2 separate regions of the Mus musculus genome follow, and region 1 is linked to region 2. Evidence: chromatin contacts called from public Hi-C data. All regions are on one chromosome and are shown on one strand. The core of a region is the stretch at or near the end of the contact, and the rest is flanking DNA. Distances in the headings are between cores, read along the strand shown.

Region 1 (6,322 bases), core at 2,210-4,709, 72 kb after region 2:
ACATATACACACAAGCGTGTATGCCTATAGAGGCCAGAGGTGGACAGTGAGTCTCTTCCTCAGTCACTCCCTGCCTTCTGTTATGTGACAGGGCTCCTTACTGTACCCAGAACTAACTGGTTCAGCTACTCTGACTGGCCAACTTGCCTCAGGGGTCCCCTGTCTTCACTTCCCACGTGCTGAGATTGTAGATGGGCCACCCCACAGACACAGCACAGATCTGGGTGCTAGGGATTTGAACTCAGGTTCTCATGCTCATGCTTGCACAGGCACTGATGATGTGTTGGTGGCTCCTACATCAGTCGCTACAAAGGGAAAATGGGAATCTTAGGCAGGGAGATGAACAAAGACATCATCGTCAGGTCAGGAATCCCAGTTCCCCACACAGGAACTTGTGTCCTCTCCCTCAACGGGCTGGGATGTGACAGGCAGAGGAAGAAGGTTCAAAGGGAGAGAGAGTGAGGAGTGGGGCCTGCTGACACATGCCTATAATTGAGCCTTGGGAAGCTGACACAGCGAGATTGAAAATTCAAGGGTAGTCTGGGCTGTATGGAGGGCTACAGTTCAGCCTGGCTGTTTAATGAAATGTCTCAAGGTAGTGAGTGGATGGAAGGAAAGAGATACAAGTGGAGAGAGAAGGAAAGAGAGGATGTGAGGGAAAGGGAAGAGAGGGAAGGGAGGAGAGGGGAGAGAAGGGCTGGAAGTCCTGTGTGACAAGGTCTGAGAGACGGAGGCAGGCAGCCCTTGAGCTCGGACTTAGCCCTGCTATAACAGTTAGCAGTGGAGGCTCTCAGAAAGTGAAGATAGAAAGATGCAGCAGGCATCGAGATGGCAACCGGCCCCTGGGAGAAGCTTCTAGAAGGGGAATGGGCAGCAGGCAGACAATGATGAAGGAATGGGATTAAACCTCCCAGACCTGTAGGGCCCCAGGTTCAGCCCGGGTCCAGCTTAGACCCCCCCACCCCACCTCTGTGGGCCTAGGGTGACTCAGTGTGAAACGCTACACCACACAAAAGAATGGACACTGTTGCGTTGTACCTAAAATACACCTTGTTCTGTCAGCTAAAACTGAAGCTTATCTTTAACTTAATTCTTAAATTTATTTTATTTATTTTGCTTTATGCTGTTTTTTGTTTTGTTTTGTTTTTTTCTTTTCCTCTAGTATAATTCTAGAAATGTCTGCTGTATTGTTGGAAGTTTTAAAAATTTGTTTACTATTTGTGTGTGTGTGTGTGTGTGTGTGCATGTGAGCATGCATGCTCATGTGCCATAGAAAATGTGTGGAGGTCAGAGGACAACTTTAGGGTTACAGGTGTGTGCCACCACACTCTGCTTAAGGTGACAGTTTACACAGATGATTCTAGATTTTTCTGAGGTCAGATGTGAGTTGAACCAGGTCTTGTACCACAGACTGTCACCCAGCTGAGGCTGAAGCAGGAGAACCACAAATTCCAGGCCAATATAGGGTCACATAGTGAGTTCAAGGCTAACCTGGGCAACTGACTATGATCCTGTCTTAAAGTAAAATGAGAAAAGAGGATTGGGGTATACTGTAACCACAGAGCAAGTACCTAGAATCTCCCGGGGGGGGGCGTGTTGGGAGGGGGTGAAGGGCATGGCTCAGTGGTAGAGCCCCTGCCTAGAATCCCCCAGGGAGGGGCTGGGGGCATGGCTCAGTGGTAGAACCCCTGCCTAGAATCCCCCAGTGAGGGGCTGGGGGCGTGGCTCAGTGGTAGAGCCCCTGCCTAGAATCCCCCAGGGAGGGGCTGGGGGCATGGCTCAGTGGTAGAACCCCTGCCTAGAATCCCCCAGTGAGGGGCTGGGGGCGTGGCTCAGTGGTAGAGCCCCTGCCTAGAATCCCCCAGGGAGGGGCTGGGGGCGTGGCTCAGTGGTAGAGCCCCTGCCTAGAATCCCCCAGGGAGGGGCTGGGGGTGTGGCTCAGTGGTAGAGCCCCTGCCTAGAATCCCTCAGTGAGGGGCTGGGGGCGTGACTCAGTGGTAGAGCCCCTGCCTAGAATCCCCCAGTGAGGGGCTGCCTTAGCGTAGAGTACCTGCCTAACATGTACATGAACCTATACCGAAGAAACAAAAAGAAAGGAGAAGAAAAATAAATCAGTTTGTAATATCTCAGGACATGTCCCAGGAAGAGGACTGTATTAATTTTTCTCAGCACCTGACAGAAGCAACGCAAGAAAAGTTTATTTTGGGTCATGGCTTTCATGGCAAGGAAGGCATGGGGCAGGAGAGGCCCAGTCCACATTGACAGGGACATGGCACTTCTAGGACACAAAGAGCCAGAGCAGAGTCTTCAGGACCCACCTTTCATGACCCATTCCCATCCACTGAGGGAATGGGAGGCTCCATACCAAAGATTTCCCAACCTCCCAGATCAGAGCCATCAGCATGGGGATGGATGTTCAACCACAGAAGTCTGTGGCCATTTCACATGGCCACCACAGCAGGGACATTGGCGCTGACAGCTGTAATGCCACAGAAGCAGAGCATGGCGGAATAGACATGACCTTCATCTTGTCATGTGCTGTTTGGGCTCACTAAAAAGCCAACTCAGGAAGCAGGGCTTCTCTTCCCCAATCCCAGACCCAAGCATGCGTCCTCCCAAGGGAAAACAGCGTCCTTGAGGACAGCTGGAAGGTGACCCATTTCCAACAGAGGTCGCCAGTGTTCACACCAGGCCAACACCAAAGGTGCTGAAGTGGGAGACAGAATCTGGAAGTTCAACCACGGAAAGAAAGTTCAATGGGGAAGCCGGGCTGACTGCCTCAGCCTCCCCAACCAGTTTCTGAGCGATGGCTCAGTGGTTAGAGCACTGGCTGCTCTCACAGAGGACACAGGTTCAATCCCCAGCACCCACATGGCAGCTCACAACTGTCTGTAACTCCAGTTCTGGGGGTGGATGGGGATCCAATGCCCTCTTTAGAGTCTGCGGGGCACCCGGCATGCACACATGAATCTGCGAGTTCTAAATTAACTATGTTAATGTGTGTGTGTGTGCTTCTTTGAACGCATGAGGCCAGAAGACAGCGTTAGATCCCCTGAGTTACAGGTCCTGAGCCACCATGTGTGTGATTAGATGGGAACTCACATCCTCTACCAGGATGGTTCGTACTCTTAACTGCTGAGCCATCTCTCCAGCTCCAGTTACTTGCTGTTTAATTTGGAAACCCCACGTGATGGGAAGCGCTGCTCTTCCCCGGACTTTTGCACGGAAACCCCAGCCTGCTGCCTCAATGGGCTTCCCCAGTTGGTCTCTGTGGGATGTTTTGAGCACCTGCTTGGATCTTTTGTGTTTTCTCTTTCTCTTATGCTTGTATTTCTGCTTTCTACAGAGACTCAGTAAACTCGCTCACTCAGAGCCAAAAGTCTGGCCTTCGTAGACCACTCTCAGGCCTTTCAGAACACATGGGCAGAGGCCTGGGCTCTTAGAGTGAGGGGAAGCAGGGTTGGAGCAGAGCCCGGGTTGCCTAGGGAACTGCTAGATTCCTTAGAAGCGCGTTTCCATTCACCCCCATCATTGTGGATGGGAGGAAAGGGAGGATTGCGACAGTCAGCGAGGGTGGCGCTCATATGTGGAATGAGCTATGAATGTCTCTGCAAGATTCAGCCTTGATCTGGGGGCAGCCACATCGGTTGGTGATTCAGCAGTACCCACAGGCAGGTGTGACAGGAAGGAGTTGGGGACCGAGTAGAAGGCTGAAGCAACTGGAGGGAGGGAAGGTTTATTTGAGCCCATTGCTTCAAGGGCTCACAGTCCACTGTAGCGAGGACAGCAGGTGTAAGGAGTTCCTGTTGCCAGCCTTGCTGATGGGGTGGGGGTGGGGTGGCTAGTCTTAGATAGGGACAAGAAAAAGTGCAGCTGCCTTCTCTAGAACAGTAGATCTCAACCAGTGTGGCACAACCTTTTTGGTGGCTAAACAACCGTCTCACAGGGGCCATCTAACACCACCAGAAAACAGATATTTATATTACAACTCATATCCGTAGCAATATTACGGTTATAAAGTTGCAACAAAAATATCTTTATGGTATCTGATGAGCTAGCTATATTAAAGGGCCCCAGAATTAGGAAGGTTGAGAACCCATGGAGGGAAGACAGACAGACAGACAGACAGACACACCCATACACACACATGCCACAGAGAGAGAGAGAAATGGAGAAATCAACAAGAGAGACACACATGAGAGAAAGAAACACAGAGAAAGGGCAGGGGGAGCACAAAGCACACAGACAGAGATGGGAGGAACCTTCAGGAGGTCATTAAGTCATGAGCTCTGCCCTCACGAGTAGATGTGTGTGACTGTGGGAGACGGTTTGTGACACAGGACGGGGCTCAGACTGAGGACCTTGTCTAAAAAATGAAAATGAAGGCTGGTGTGGGGGTGCACAGTAACCCCAGAAGCCCCAGAAGCAGAGAGGGAGGAGGATGCCTAGGGCTTGTTGGACAGCTAGCCTAGACTTCATAGTGAGTTCCAGGTAATGAGATCTTATCTCAGAAATAAACAAATAAGATGTATGCTGGCCCCTGAGGCAAGACAGCTGAGGCAGTCCTCTGGCCTCCACATATATGTGCACATAAGTGTACATACACAAACACACAGACATACACAGTGAGACATCTTTTCTCCCTCGTTTCCTTCTTTCTCCCTTCTGCCCTCCACTATAGGATGATACAGCAAGAGGCCCTTCTCAGATGTAATCCCTTGACCTTGGATTCCCCTGAACCATAAGAAACAAATTCCTCTTCTTTATCAAGTACAGAACCAGTGTAGTGACTCACTCCTGTAAAGTCAGCACCCAGGGCAAGAAGACTGATCAGAGTTTGAGGTCAGCTTGGGTGCATCCCAGTCTATCCCAGGCTACAGTGGGGAGACACTATCTCTTTTAAAAAAAAAAAAAGAGCTGGAGAGATGGCTGAGGAGTGCTTACTGCCCTTTCAGAGGACCAGAGTTTAGTTCCTAGGTCCTACATTGACTGGCTCACAACCACCTACAACTCCAGCTCCTGGGCTCCCTCTCCTGGCCTCTGTGGGCACTGCACTCATGTGCACATACACACACACACACACACACACACACACACACACACACACACACATATATATATATATATATAAAATAAAAATACAGGAAATTCAAAACCATGTGCCATTCAGTTACATCAACACAAAGTAGACACGGACTCTGTTAGGCTACTGTTTACAAGTACCTGAGAGAAAACATTTAAAGAAGAAAAGGTGGTGGAGCGTGGTACTGCACACCTTTACTCCCAGCACTCACAAGATAGAGGCAGGCAGAGCTCTGTGAATTCGAGGCCAGCCTGGTCTACAGAGTGAGTTCCAGGACAGCAGAGCTACATAGTGAGACCCTGTCCTAGACACCCTCCCACTCCTACCCCTCAAATAAAGAAGAGAAGAATTACTTTGCTCACAGATTCAGCAGTCGCCCTCCATGGTCTTTTGTTCCCAGAGCTTTAGGTCTGAGGTGAGGCTAAACATCATGGCTGAGGAGTCATGGGATGGAGCAAGGCTGCTTGCCTGTGGTAGTCTGGAAGAAGGGGGACACTGGAAGGGGTGAAGGCCAGATGCTGTTGGATGGCAGGCACCCAGAAACCTACTTACTCCAAGCAGATCCCATGGTCCATGGGTCACCACCTACCCATGGTCCTCTGGAACCTTTTGTTTTTGTTTTTGTTTTGCTTTTTGAGGGTTTTTGCTTTTGTTTTGTTTTATTCAAGACAGGGTCTCACTGTGTAGCCCTAGCTGTCCTGAAATTCACTCTGTAGACCAGGCTGGCCTCAGAGAACCACCTCCCTCTGCTTCCCAAGGCCAGGATTAAAGTTATGCAACACTACACCCAGCTTTATTCTTTCTTTTAAACAGTTAGTTAGCTAGTTAGTTAGTTAGTTAGTTAGTGTTAGAGTTCTTTACCCATTTATTTATTTATTTATTTATTTATTCATTCATTCATTCATTCATTCATTCATTCATTTAGTTGGCTAGTTTGTGCTGGTGTCCTTTGCACACATGCCACAGTGTGCATGTGGAGGTCAGAGGACAACTTGTGTCTGTTCTTTCCATCCACCACATGGGGCAGGCTTACCAGCCAATACCTCTACTTGCTGATCCATCTTGTTGACCCCTCTACTCAACAACTGGTACATCAGTGGCTCTACATCTGAGCTACAGTCCCAGTCTTCCATTTATACAAAAATACTCCAAATAATCCAACAGTAGAGTTCTGATTCTTTGGGGCTGGGGGCTGGGGAAGCTGTTTGAGACAGCACAGAATCTTTTTGTAAAGGGGAT
Region 2 (5,928 bases), core at 626-3,125:
TCTCCAGGAAACATTTAAAACCTGGACACATCTGTAACTCTGGAGCTGGGTGGGTGGGGAAGGGCTGCCATCTGGAGCTCATTGGCCAAGGGACCCTTTCATCTGCTCCTCTTTCCACTACCCACCGACTGAGGATCGCTCTGCTTTTCACCTCTATTTATTTAATTCTATGTCTGGGAAGGTAGCCGAGTCTTCTCCTTGGAGACTCCAGGAGTAGCAGGTATCCCCCCCCCCCCCCGCCCCTAACTTTCTAGTTATGTAAATCAGAAACGGAGAGGAGGCCCACACTGGAGGGTCTCCTTTTTCCAACCTCTACTACGAGGCAGAATGGCGGATGAAGAAGGAAGGAAGGTCCAGAAAAAAGGGCACCTGAAAAGCAACTGTTGGAGAAATGTTTTAGGATAGTGTCCCACTTCCTCTTCTTGATGCTGTCACAAAACACTGTGACAAAAACAACTTAGAGGAGAAAGATCTTTCTGAGTTACAGCTCAGGGCACAGTCCACATGGGAGCAGTGTCAAGGTGGTGGGGCTTGAAGAACGTTCTCAGGAAGCAGAGCGTGGTGAATGCATGCTGCCACTCAGCTCCTTTGTCGATTTGTACAGTCAGGGATCCCAGCTAGGGAATGGCGCCGCCCGAAGTGGGCCAATCTTCCCATCCCAATTTCTGCAATCAATAGGCATGTCCATATACCAGTTGAGTCTAAGTTCTTCCAATTTACTAATCATCGCAGATAGCAAGGCGTGGGTGAACAATGAGGATAGGTAGACTGCCTTAGTGGGGAAATGGCTCGATGACTCCAGGCTGTGCCAAACAGCATCCTACATCATGGTAGGGCATCACGTGACTGCTCAAGTGGTAACAACACAAAACCACTCAAAACCATATGGGACCAACAAGTCTGACCCAGATGACGGCTGTCATTTCCTTCATATTACTATCATTTCCATATTGTTAGTTTTGCAAAACTGCCCAATCCCATCATGCATCTGACACCACGCCACATCCAGGAACCCACACGTGCAGAGAAGCAGAGTGAACTTGATCCCAACCGATTCCTGGAATTTCCTCCCTTTCTTCCAACTTAACCCATCAACAGCCTTCTTACAGTTTGTCCAAAAAAATGGGCTCTTTTAGGTGTGTGCCTGCACACACAGGAGCACAGCACTCAGGTGGAGGTCAGAGGGCAACTGTGGAAGGAGCTGGCTCTCTTCCTCCATCATCATGCAGGTGACTTATCTGAGCCATCTGGATGGTCTCTCATATGGTAGGGTTTTTTTGTTGTTGTTTTGAGGGGGGGATCCACATAGTGAGGAAGAGGAGGAGAGGGTACTAGAATGAGGAAGAGAAGAAGAAGAGGAGGAAGGAAAGAAAGAAGGAAGGAACAAAGAAGTAAAGAAGCAAAGAAAAGATAGTTCAGAGACAAAGACTCCTGATGGCCTGTAGGAGAAAAATCAGACGAGCAGCTCCTAACCCTAAGAACAGAGGTCCCAGGGCAATGAGAGGACTCAGTGAGCAAGAGTGCTTGCCACTAAGCCTGAGGACCTGAGTTTTATATCCGGAACCCACATGGCAGAAGGAGAGAACCAAATCCCTAAGTTGTCCTTTGACCTCTACACCCAACAAGTACCCCTCCCCCATACACATAGGAAAAAAATGGATGGGGTGGGGAGAACAGCAGAGATCCGCTAGGATCAGGAAGAAAAAAACCCAGCTACAAAGGGGTTTAATAATTCCCAAAGGCATGCAATGAACAGGGTGTTGCACTCTGGCTTGGAGGCCCAATTAACCTCCACCGTTAAGCTATTCTGAGCCTCACAATACCTCAGGAGGTGAGGACGCAGACTAGAAACCCATTTATAGAGCATGAGTGCAATCTCATAAAACGGTATAAATATATACGTGCGTGCATATGCATGAGCGCAGCTGTATCTATAGGCAGGGTATTTATAGGCAGACGCTGGAAAGAAAGACTTTAAACTGGTAACCGTGGCAATTTTTGAAACTGTTTCTGAAATAGCTTTTCTAAAATTAATATGATTAATGGGAAAACATTATTTAAATAGACGCAGGAATGGGCAAGTATCAAAGGCAGGCTATAAAATAGACTTTCTGGAAATAGTGGCGTCTTGCCAACCGATTCTGGAATAAATCCAAAGCCCTCACTTACTTCTCGGATAATGATGGGAGGGACGTGAGGTCTCTGAGGCGTGGTTCGGGCTACTCAGGAAAGGGTTAACCACCAGGACCCCTCTAGCTCCGTGCATAAATCCCAGTATTGAAACAAAACAATTTGGCCCATTGAGATGGCTCACCAAGTAAAAGTGCCACCATGCCTGATGACCTGGGCTCAATCCCGGCACCCACCTGATGGGAAGAGAGATATATACACAGTGGGTAAATATATATAATATATATATATATATTTATATGTGTGTACACACACACTTTTTTTTTAAAGAAGAAACAACAAAATTCACTTTACAAGACTGTCAGAAAGGCTGAATAAGCTCACAAACACTAAGACTCTAAAATTCATTTAGACTGTGCTGACTCTGTCTTATGTGTGGCAAATGCCTTGGCACCGTCCCAAGTCACAGTTAAATTGTGGTTGCAAAATACAGCGCCAATTCTAGACTATTCAGTCAGTTTGATTTCATAAGATGGACATGCCAACTCCCAAATCAGCTATTTTAGATATTTTAAGTAATCAATTCGGGGTCAGATGAAATGGCACACTCTCACTTTTTAATCCCAGCACTCAACATGCCAAAGGAGAGAGATCTCTGTGAGTTCTAGGCCAGCCTGATCTACATTGCATATGGTGACCCTGTCCAAACAAACAAAGAGACAAAAAAAAAAAAAATGACAGTTTGGGAGCTGGGGACGTAACTTAGTTGTTAAAGTTGTCTAGCATGCCTGATGCCCTGGGCTCTATTCCCAACACTACATAAACTGGGGAGCTTACACACACACACACACACACACACACACACACACACACACTTTTAAAGTATAATCCCAGCCCTGAGGCGGAAGCAGGAATATCAGAAACTCAAGGTCATCTTTAGCTACCTAATGTGCTCGAGGCTAGCCTGGGCTATACAAGACACTGTCTCTAAACCAATCAGTCCATAAATTAAACAGTCAGTAGGCTGTTTGGGCTTTATTGGAGACAGTGTCTTTAAAATAGCTTCGTGTGTGCATGTGTACACTCACGTATGTGCCATGGCACACATGTGGAGGTCAGAGGACAACTTTCAGGAGTTAGTTCTCACCTTTCCCCTTTACAGAAGTTATTTGGATGGAGCTATGTCAGGAAGCAAGCACCTTTACCTGCTGAGCCATCTCAGCTGCCCTACGGTTTCTGCCACTCTTCGTGGTTTCTCTGCATGGCTTACACTTTCTGTTAAAACCCGGCATTTCATTAGCAACCCCCAAAGCAAGCCTTGCCTTCTGGGAAGTTCCGCATATTTCAGCTGCTATTTCTTTAATGACTTTCCCCGTAATTAAGGAAAGCCTGGGTTCCAGGTCCTGCGTGGCTAGTGAGGTCTTTGCTTCATTAACCTAGAAGTCAGCTAATGATTAGACGGAGGTTCCCCGAGTCTTCTAGAACTATAAATCTCCTGCTCTTTGCAGAGAAGCTCTGCATGTGCAGAAACCTTCAATACGCAGTGGGCTGTGTGCAGAATTTCAAGAAAATCAGCTGAAAAGAGAGATCACCTCAAGTCTTTCCTGGCCATGTGCACACACACTAGAAAGACACTCCTATGATTGTGTACATGCACACACATACACACACACACACACACACACACACACACACACACCTCCTTTTGAATTCCAAGACTGTGTCAGAGCTTCCTTGTTTGCTTGCTTGCTTGCTTGCTTGCTTTTCTTTTCTTCTTTTGAGACAGCACCTCTCTGTCTAACTCTGGCTGTCCTGCAACTTGCCATGTAGACCAGGATGGCCTCAAACAACCCACTGGCTGATTCTAGCTGCCGAGTGCTGGGATTAAAGGCGTGTGCCATTGCCCCTGGCGTGTGCCAAAGCTTTTAAAAGTAACTCCAGGGCTGAAGAGATGCCTCATCAGGTAAGATGCCCGCTGCCAAGCCTGATGACCTGAGCTCGATCCCCGTGCCCACGTGCTGGGCAGTGGCATGGATGAGCTCCACTCTACCCATGCACCAAAAATTAAATACAAATGTGACATCTTTTTAAGATGATTCCAGACCCTGCAGCTTCATCCTCCAGCTTCCTGCCCCTCCCTCCTCTGCTCCGGTGACTCTGACTGCTTCATTAATTTTTCTTTTCTTTGTTACTTTTTCTCTTGATAATCGCAAGTAGCCAAGATAACTTGAACTTCTGATCCTCCTGCCTCCACTTCCTGAGTGCCAGAATCACAGGCTTACCATCTGAGCTAGCTTTATCTCTAACCCAAAGTATTAGCATCAAATCTTAACATCCCAGGACTGGGGAGATGGCTCATAGGTTAAGAGCAGCACTGTGCTCACAAATACCCTGAGTTCAGGTTGCCTGTACCCTTATCAGACAGTTCACAAACTGCCTGTAACTTCAGCTCCAGGGATCCAACTCCCTCTTCTGGTCTCCCTGGGTTACCTGCACTCATGTGCACATATACACTCTGTGAGATGCAGACACATAATTTAAAATAAAATAAAATAAAATAAAATCTAAAAACAAACCAAATTTAACATCCTTCTCTGTTTGGTAGAGCTGCGTTCTCTGTGAACCCCACCTCTGACTCTTCACTGTTACATCAACACCCTAAATGAGAACGTTATCTTTTTTTTTAAGATTAATTTTTTTATGTATGTATTTCAGACACACCAGAAGAGGGCGTCAGATCCCATTACGGATGGTTGTGAGCCACCATGTGGTTGCTGGGATTTGAACTCAGGACCTCTGGAAGAGCAGTCAGTGCTCTTAACCACTGAGCCATCTCTCCAACATGGGACCATTATCTTCTGCTGTTGTTTCCATTTGTGTTTTGAGAAAGGGTCTCAGTCTGTAGCACAAGCTGGCCTCAATGTGACCAGCTTTTTTTCTTTAATCCTCTGACCAGAGGTGTCTGGAGAGCTGGGATTACAGGTGTATGCCACCACACCCAGCTGTGACCATGATCCTGAATGTGTTATCATTCCTCCACATGTTTTTATACCGCTTATCCATGTGTGTATGCAAACTAATACACACTGGTTTTTATATTTCCCAACAACATGGAAGTACCATTTCCCCCAAGGATAGATAAACAGAAGTTCCATTTCCACTGCTTGCTCCCCCCCCCCCCCGCATTTGTTTGTTTTTGAAATATTTTTATTTACATGTCTATGTGTAAATGCAGTTTAGGCACATGAGTGTAGGTATTTTGGATCCAGAAGAGGGCGCTGGAGCCCCTGGAGCGGCAAGTTGCAAGAAATTGTGAGTCTCCTGAGATAGGTCCTGGCTACTGAAATCTGGAACTCTGAAAAAGCAGTACACGTGTATGGGTTATGCTATGATGACGCTTGGTGTATGCTGGGCAAGTGCTCTACCCATTGAGCAATATCCTCAGCCCAACACTTTCAGTAACATTCAAATGGATTTCTTTGAATTCTCTTGCCCATATCTTTCCTTTATCTTTAAAAAAACATATATTTATTTATGTATATGAGTATCTGTCTGCACGGTATGCATACAGTACCCTAGGAGGCAGAAGAGGGCATGGGATCCTTTCAATATGGAGTTTCAGCCAGTTGTGAGTTGCTATCTGGGTACAGGGAACCAAACAAGGATCCTTTGTAGGGGTAGCAAGTACTCTTAACCACTGAGCCACCCCTCCAGCCCCTTCCTCTTTATCTTGCTGGGAGGAGAGGAGCTAGTTTTCCCAATCACAAAGCTGACCTCTTCAGCTTTCTGTACACCTTT

The links. A called contact is a pair of places that touch in the nucleus more often than the background predicts.
Region 1: a Hi-C map of cortical neurons shows a contact between it and region 2, with 2.5 times the contacts expected there. The contact joins two enhancer-like sites. A contact is called at or near these places in 2 of 39 promoter capture datasets (embryonic stem cells and macrophages), 1 of 15 datasets of contacts at CTCF or cohesin (pro-B cells), 10 of 484 Hi-C or Micro-C datasets (ECoMG myeloid progenitors, Th1 cells, Th2 cells and 6 more), 2 of 115 datasets of contacts at active chromatin or transcription factors (both in embryonic stem cells) and 2 of 9 other capture datasets (adipose tissue and pancreatic islet).

Annotation. Positions count from the first base shown.
Region 1 is chr5:135,575,987-135,582,308 of GRCm38.p6, forward strand. No RefSeq gene overlaps it. Among named protein-coding and RNA genes, the nearest start is that of Ccl24, 6.1 kb to the left of the region's middle. Within about 2 kb of position 3,460, at least 19 of the 459 cell types and tissues checked have an H3K27ac peak or open chromatin away from gene starts, as enhancers often do. A contact at or near this core is called in cortical neurons, where this site is marked.
Region 2 is chr5:135,505,891-135,511,818 of GRCm38.p6, forward strand. All of the region lies in intron 1 of Hip1 (huntingtin interacting protein 1), which reads right to left. Among named protein-coding and RNA genes, the nearest start is that of Gm52790, 27 kb to the right of the region's middle. Within about 2 kb of position 1,876, at least 12 of the 459 cell types and tissues checked have an H3K27ac peak or open chromatin away from gene starts, as enhancers often do. A contact at or near this core is called in cortical neurons, where this site is marked.